Linked DNA regions of Mus musculus: region 2 is linked to region 1. The links are chromatin contacts, called in public promoter capture Hi-C maps. All regions are on one chromosome and are shown on one strand. The core of a region is the stretch at or near the end of the contact, and the rest is flanking DNA. Distances in the headings are between cores, read along the strand shown. Region 1 holds the start of Rims4 (regulating synaptic membrane exocytosis 4). Region 2 holds the start of Kcns1 (K+ voltage-gated channel, subfamily S, 1).

Evidence for each region. Promoter capture Hi-C pulls out the DNA fragments that hold promoters and counts their contacts.
Region 2: a promoter capture Hi-C map of embryonic stem cells shows a contact between it and region 1. The contact joins the promoter of Kcns1 here to the promoter of Rims4 in region 1. A contact is called at or near these places in 3 of 39 promoter capture datasets (embryonic stem cells, hippocampal neurons and pre-B cells), 1 of 484 Hi-C or Micro-C datasets (differentiating embryonic stem cells) and 1 of 9 other capture datasets (pancreatic islet).

What each region holds. Positions count from the first base shown.
Region 1 is chr2:163,916,650-163,920,728 of GRCm38.p6, reverse strand. It overlaps Rims4 (regulating synaptic membrane exocytosis 4), which reads left to right and starts at 1,756. Exons shown (of 6, transcript NM_183023.2): 1 at 1,756-2,142. The coding sequence starts at 2,046. Gm35886 (a long non-coding RNA gene) reads right to left here and starts at 1,662. Exons shown (of 3, transcript XR_375201.3): 1 at 535-1,662.
Region 2 is chr2:164,168,907-164,172,985 of GRCm38.p6, reverse strand. Kcns1 (K+ voltage-gated channel, subfamily S, 1) reads left to right here and starts at 1,873. Exons shown (of 4, transcript NM_008435.2): 1 at 1,873-1,959; 2 at 3,727-3,908. It overlaps LOC115486434 (a long non-coding RNA gene), which reads right to left. Exons shown (of 4, transcript XR_003954084.1): 1 at 3,983-4,079; 2 at 2,327-2,616.

The DNA.
Region 1 (4,079 bases), core at 507-3,006:
CCCCCTTTGTGTCAGGTACTCAGCGAGGGGACAGAATTGGTCCAAGGACCTAGTCTACCCTTACATAATTCCCTTTGACTGTGTGGAACTAGGGAAAGACATCACCGCCGTGATCAAGTTACAAGACGACATAAAGGATAAAGGAGGGGGTACCCTTTGGGGGACAACCCAGCAGGGAGTTAGAGAGAGGGGAGGATGAGAAAGGCCTGTCAGTCCTGTGGTAGCGTTGAAGATGGAGAGCCCATGTGTACGGGCCCAGGACCATTTGCAGATGTTGAGATGCCAGCACACACGGACTTCAGTCCTACATTTGCAAGGAACTGAATCTTGCTGGCACCTGAATCATCATGGAATCCGACTCTTCTCCAAAGCCGGCAGTGACAAGCCACCCCTCGCTAATACTTTGTAACATTCTAAGCAGAGAACCCAGCTCAGCTGCACAGACTTACAATCTAGACAGATTGCACACTAATAAAGGTCTGTTGCTTTTAAGCCTCTTGGTTGGCTATGAATGAACAGAAAATAAATACTCACAACCATCCAAAACAGAGGGTTCCTGCTGTCATCGCTCCGATGAAGAAGTAGGTTAGTGAGATGGAGGGGCTCCCTCTAGGTCCCTCGGAAAGGAGGGACTGAGCAGTCCTTTCCTGAGGCCATTTCAGAGGGCTGCTTCACGGGAGGGGGAGAGCAATTAGAAAGGATTGCTGCTTCTGCTGGTAGAGTGGACCTCTGGTCATTCAGGTTTGGAGGGCAGAGGAGGTTTGCAATTGAGTGTATCTCTTTATACCCAGGCTCTGATAATCTGTCCCTATGGGTGTGAATCGGGGGACCATGGGCATCAGGATGTGTCTGAGAGTGTGTGCCAGTGTAAGCCTGCAGCAATGTCTCAGGATCTTGAGTCTGAGGGTGTCTGTGCACCAGAATGAATCCATCCCTGTGAGTGACTCAGTCTGTACGGCTGTGTCTATAGGTATGAGTGTTCTGAGGGTGACTGTCCCAGTTTTGGGGACAGATCACTACAGGAGGAGGGGTGCTAATGTTCCCTCTCTGTGAGAGACTCCCAGGATATGTCTGCAAGCAAGTGTGGGTGCACGAAAAGGTGTGTGTCTGTCCAAACTTCTGTGGGGTTTGTGGGGTCTGAGGGTCTCCAATATGTGGGAGGACATGTCCTGCCCGCCTGTTGCTCCCTGTGACTCTGCAGGTCTCTGTGTACCCTCTGAAGTTGCCAGTGGGTATATCTGCTCCTATGTCAGAAAGAGTCACTGTGTGTCTATAGAGTGTCTGTCTGTTCAGGTATCCGTGAAGGTGTTTGTCCAGGTGTCCCTCTGTCCCCGAGTGTGAGGGAGTCCGAGATCTCTCTTGCCGAGCGAATACATCCTTGTGGGTGCTTGTGGGTGAATGCAGGTTTCTTGGATTTCTTGGACTGTGTCCCTCTGGGAGCCTCAGGGTATCTGGGTGAGGCCTGCATGAATCGGGGTTACTGGACACCTGCCTCTGGAGTGAGTCTGAGGACTCACAGTCACGGGTCAGAGCGGGCACCGGAGGTTCAGCCGCAGCAGCCGGGCGCAGACAGCCTTGCGGCGGGCTCGTGCACCTGCCCGGTTGGCAGCGGCGGCAGCGGTGGCGGCGCAGCCCGCACCCTCGCGGCTCCCAAGCCCCGCCCGCGGCGCCCCCTCCCCCGGGCCTCGGCGATTGGCTGCGGAGCTCGGCTGCGGCCCGCCCCGCGCGGCAAGCAGGCTGGGGACGCCGCGGGCCAGAGCGCGCTGCGCCGCCGCCGCCACCACCACCACCACCGCCACCACCGCCGCCACCGCCACTGCCTCCGCCACCGCCGCCGCCACCGCCGCGAGCACCTCGCGTCTCGGGCTCCACGCGCCGCCAGTGTCCGGCCCTCTGCGCCCGGCCACCAGCCCCGCCGCCTGCCCGCGGAGCCCCGGGCCGCCGCCACCACGCCGCGCGCCGTACTCCGCGTCAAGAATGGGGCGGCCAAGCTGCCCAAGCCGCCCGCCGCCGCCGCGGCCGAGGCTCCTGGCGCGGGCGCGGGCATGGAGCGCTCGCAGAGCCGCCTCAGCCTGTCCGCCTCCTTCGAGGCGCTCGCCATCTACTTCCCGTGCATGAACTCCTTCGATGATGAGGACGCAGGTGAGCGCGCTGCGGTCCACCCACCCCGGGGGGTTGTCTCCCGGTCCAGAAGCCAGGGACCCTCGGGGACCCGGAGCGCCCGAGAGAGGCGGCCACTGTCTCCGCTGCACTCTCGGTCCCACTCGGATAGATACCCAGGGGCCCCTCCCACTCCCTCAAGACCCCAGGAGTCTAGGAGGAGCTCTGGTCCTGTCCCCCCTCCTGCGCCCCAGGGACCCCTTGAGCATCTGCACTCGTCCTTCTTGCGCAAGTGGGCCCTTGGGTCGCCTGGACCCAAGTCTCCCTATTTATATGCACCTGCAGGATTCCCCCGCGACCCCCTCCCTGACTTGTTTCTCAACAGGATTTGCCACTACCCAAGTCTGGTATATGCCCCCTAGTCAGATTTCGGGTTTTAGGCCGCTTCACCCCTGGTCTTCCGACGTACCCCTGGTCGTTGGAAGCGGCGCATAGACCTGACCTCTCCGAGGTCTTTGTCTTAGCTGCATCCAGAGGCTCCCTGCCCAAGACCCCCTTGTTCAAAGGCCAAAGCCTTGAGTGTCCCGATTTGTTTCTCCATTCCCTTCCCCCACAGGCTGGGGCTCCAGACTCTTGTCAGATTCTGGGGAGCCGCACATAACTGGTCCGGGGTCTGCTGGTCTTTCCTCCCCAAGGAGGTGCAAGGCAGTGTAAGTGCTAACTACAGCAGTGCTACCCTTCAGTGTGTGCCCCTGACTTCAGGTGTTCTTGTCCCTGGAGTGGCCTTTCTGGGTGGGCTGAACCCAGCTGTGGACCTGCAACTCGAACCTGCTTCTAGGCCTGGACACACACACACACACACACACACACACACCACAAAAAAACTGGTAGCCACAGTCCAGGGGTAGAGAGGAAACCAGCTCGTGGATACTGGGACCAGGCAGAGGGTACAGAGAGCAGTGAGTTTGGTTTGGGGTAAAGAAGAAAATCCAACAACAGGTGGGGGTACCTAGAAGGTTTGGGTGAGAGTTCCCCCAAAGAGTGCCAAGATTGGGAGTTAGAGTCCGATTCCAGTCTTTATTCCCTCCGAATAAGCTGTGACCTTGGGCAAATCATGCCAACCTGAGCCTCAGTTTCTTCATCAGGAAGTGCAGATAACACTGCCTCTGATGCTGTGTGGTGGGAGGGTGGAATGAAATGGTTTTTGAACTGATAATTTGGGAATATTTGAAGTCAATGAAGAAGTGGCGGGCGGGAAAGAGGAGTGTGTGTGTGTGTGTGTGTGTGTGTGTGTGTGTTGTGTGTGTGTAGGAACAAGTGGGTTCAATACTGATTAAAATACAGATTAACTCTTAAGAGGAAAAAAAATCATGTATGCACTACCCCAAAATGTTACAGTTTAGGGAATTCAAGAGTTCAGGTTTCTACTCCCTGCCTGCTGGCATTTTCTGTCTTGGTTCTGTTATGGGATGGAGTGGTGGGTGATGGGCTGTCACTTACAGGAAGACAGATAGGAAGAAGAAAGTCCCCCAGAGCCAGGCGGTGAGGGAATGGTAACAGTCAGGGCCAGCACCTGACGGAATTTTTCTCCTGACCTGGAGGTAGGAGTTGGGAGTTAAGATGGTTGTTACCCATGCAGCCTATGGTTTCACCATCTCACAGACCAAATACCTGAGGCTCGGGAGCTCAGCTTCCCAGTCATAGAGCTGAGGAGTTATCCATATTCTAAGCAAGACCAGGTGAGGTGGAATCGGGGCGGGGTCCCTGATGCAGTGGCCTCTACTGCAGCCAACTCAGAGAGAGGAGATCAGGCTGGCTGTAGGGATGGGAGCTAGGGTAGGGGGAGTCTTGGAGCATCTGTGAAGATAGAGCCGGCAGGGCCCTCTCCCAAAGTTCCTCCGGCCACTTACTTGTGTCTCAAGAGACCAGCTGGGTGGGAGGGCAAGGAACACAGGTGTGTAGGAGCAACTGAGACAGGC
Region 2 (4,079 bases), core at 624-3,123, 250 kb before region 1:
TAAAATTATATCTGGGATTTATTAGGCTAAATAAAATACATTATTTTTGAAATCTTATCTGTTTCCTTTTTCAAAAGATAGTTGTTTATGTGTATGGGTATTTTGTCTGCATGCTTATCTGCACACCAAAAGAGGGCATCAGCTCCCATGGGACTATAGTTATAGACTGTTGTAAGCTGTCATGTAGGTGCTGAAAATTGAACCTAGGTTCTCTGGAAGAGCAGCCAGTGCTCTTAATTGCTGAGCCATCTCCAGCCCTCTTTTTATATTTTTAATGCTGCTATTAGAAAAAAACAGTTGAGGGCTGGAGAGATGGCTCCGCAGTTAAGAGCACTGACTGTTCTTCCAGAGGCCCTGAGTTCAATTCCCAGCAACCACATGGTGGCTCACAACCATCTGTAATAGGATCCAATGCCCTCTTCTGGTGCATCTGAAGACAGCTACAGTGTACTCATATACATTAAATGAATAAATAAACAAATCTTTAAAAAAAAAAAACAAAAAACAGGGGGCTGGAGAGATGGCTCAGCAGCTAAGAGCACCAACTGCTCTTCTAAAGGTCCTGAGTTCAATTCCCAGCAACCACATGGTGGCTCACAACCATCCGCAACAAGATCTGATGCCCTCTTCTGAAGTGTCTGAAGATAGCCACAGTGTACTTACATATAATAAATAAATCTTAAAAAAAAAAAAGAATAGGCTGACCACAAAAAATGAAATTATTAAAAAGAAAAGAAAAAACAATTGAGATAATATCTCATGTAATCCAACCGATCTGGAACTCATTATTCAACCAAGGATTGCACTTCTAATTACCCCACCTTCGCCTCCTGACTGTTAGGATCCCCCGCACCTCCACCCCGGCTGCTGGAATTACAGCTATAAACCACAGTGCTTGCTTTACACAGTACTGAAGATCAACTCCAGGGCTTCACACCCAACAGGCAAGCACTCTGCCAACTGAGCCTCATTCCCAGTTCAGAATTTGTAAATGGCATACTGGGATCACATGCCTCTGTTGTTCAGTTGGTGTAAACTTCAGCCACGTGACCTAGAGGCTTCTCACGCCTTACACCTCCAGCCGAGGATTAAGAGGATTAAGATCGGGATCGGACCTGCCGGGCAGGTACATTCACGTGCTGAGTGAGATGGGACGGACCCTGAAGAAGTGCTCAATCAATATTGGTGATTATTGTTAAGAGTGAAGGAGCACTCACAGCAGCTGCCCAAAGAAATGCTGGAGGAGGATGGGGGTTCTCTAAGTTTTCAACATGGCTGTCAGGCCCCGCAGTCGAAGTAGAAGTAATCAGGACTGTCTAGGTAAGTTCTGAGCGTCCAGGACAAAAGGACAGGTTTCTGGCTTTACAACTCACTTGGAAGAAGAGTGTACCAGAGCCTACACTAGTACAGCCCTGGGACAGGCACAACCCAGGGCTCCAAGGAGATAAAGCACCCTCCCCCTCCTAACTCAGACCTCTTCTGAACAAGTACCTGGGTGGCACCTATAAAATCAAAAGCTTGTTGTCCCTGCCAAGTTTGTGTTAAACGTGTCTGGAGTGCGTCCCTTGAAACAGTGCCTGGCACATATTAATCACTAAATTAAGTAAACCCTGGTCGCTGCCATTCCTGGGACAGAGGTTAAAAAACGTTCTCCAAAGGTGTCCCCATTCCCTAACCGTCCCATCCTTCCAGGCTCTGACTTTGAAAGATGCTCCCAGCTGTTAGGCCCCCATCCATCCCAGGCAAGAATAGAAACCACCGCCTCCGGCCGCCCGCGGCCTCCCTCCCTCCCCCCGGCAGCGATCGATGCGGCCTCAGCCGCGGGGGACGGGAACACAGGAAAGGAGGGGGCCGCGGGGCCTCCGCAGTAGTGAGGCGCAGCGGGGCCTCGGGACAGAAAACAGTCCAGGGCGGCGACTTGAGGGACAAGCGCGCTGGAATCCCTGGAGACCAATACAGGTAAGGAGCCTCCCGCGGGGAGGGGCGTGGCTAGGAGCGTGGGATGCAGGGCGCGGGGGAGAGGGGTTGCCCTGCGGATTCCCTTTTAGGAGACCCCCAAAGAGGGACAGCATGACAGGGCTAGTCTTGCTTACACATTCTGTAAGATGGGATTTAGAAAACCTGGGTGGTGTTTGGATAAAACTGAGTGCTCCGTGTGTGAGGAGCTCAGGGAAGCAACCAAACGCGCAGAGGATGCTCACAAAAAGTATCAAGAGTGCTGAGCCGGTCCCCCGAGAGGCCCTCAGACAGTCTGCATGATCTTGAATAAGTCACCCAGCCTGACTGGCCGGGATTCTTAACAAGAAATGTTTGTTGAATTAATTACCCTAATTCATAGAGCAGGGAAGCGCGTGGCAGATGGGGAGTTGACCCAAACAGGGCTTCAAATGGATGATAGAAGTGTACTGTACTCAAAACTGTGTTTAGATGGCAAAGCCGATAGAGGATGCAAATGATGCGCCCGTTATGGTCCAGGGACTGCGCTACCGGAAACACCAGGCTTGTTTAATCCTCCTTCTCGCCAGTGCAGTCCAGACTGCAGAGGAGGGAAACAGCAGCTCGGAGAGGGTGATGGATCCGCTCAGGTCAACAGCTAGCAAGTGGCAAATTCAGAATCTGAAAAGGGATGGATAAGAGCTTGGTGTTCACTGAGCACCCACCAGGGACTTTGCACGTATTCTAACATCCAGTGTCATGCCCTCCATTCTAAGTAAGAGAGCTAATGCCCAGAGTCAAGAGACTGGCCTGGGTTAGCACAGGAGCCAAGCCAAGGACAGAATCCCAATCCACAGCATTAGTGAAGGGCATCGGGGCTGTGTGCCCTCCATCCCCATCCTCTGGGAGAAGGCATTGCTGACCCTTAATTACAGATTACACCCCTTCTCGGAGCAGGGGCAAGCCAGCAGCCCTAAGTTAAAGGAGAATCAGGGGTCAGTGGACAGTGGGAAAACTTTGCATTTCTGGAATATCCACAGAAGCTAGACAGTTTCCACGAACCATCTTAACCCCTGGCTATTTCTGGAATGTGTGCTATTGTCTGCATGTGTATTTGCAGAAAACCAAGATCTGGAGAGTAAACATTTTAGCCAAGGGTCAGGTCCATTAAGGATAAAGTTAAATTCCAGCTTGAGTGACTTGAATAGACAGTGACGTAGGCAGATAATTTAACAAAGTGACCTACACTTTCAAGTCTATATTCTGATCACTGCAGGGAAGGCTGATAGGAAATAATAGGAAGGCTACTAAGGTAACACAGAATCAAGGTTTAAGGTCAGGCAGGTCTGAAGGTGTATTATTACACAATATATCCCAGTAGCTCTCACACTTGGCGGTGTATTAGAATCACCCCTCAGGCTTCTTAAAACAGACCAGCCAGGCGCACCGGTGCATGTCTGGAATCTCAACACTCAGGAGACTGGGGTACCAGGATCAAACGTTTGATATCAGCCTCACTGAGCTGCATGTGAGATCCTGTCTCCAAAATAAATAGATAGATGGATATATAGATATAATAGATAGATATGATGGATGGATGGATAGACAGACAGACAGACAGACAGACAGACAGACATGAAAACCCAGAGTGCAGACTTCCGAATCATCAAAATCAAGACAGACTGAGACTCTGCATCCTGGGATGCAGGATTTCTGGAGTATCCTGCCATGAGGCTCCAAGTACAGGGAACACACCTGAGAATCTAAAGTCTCAACTGACTTTCTTAATAGTTGTAGGTAATAAGCCTTAACTATTCCCATCTACGGCGGAGGATACTGAGGATCAGAAGAGCCACCGTGGACATTTGGCTTCCCAAATCCAAGCTTGTCCAGGAAAAAGAGAGATGTCCCATACAAATCCCTAGTAGATGCCAGGCCATCCCACCATCCCATCACTCCAATAGCCCTGCAAGGTAGGCCTCCTTATTTGTTGTGCCCTGGAGGAGGTGAACCGGAAGTGGGGAGGATGGTTGATTTAGTGAATTACCCAGTCTGGAGGGGTGGGGTGAAGGATATTCAGACCCAGGTCTGACTTGAGTCCAGGGGGCATTCAATATCTGGGCACCTACAGCATGTCTGGCACT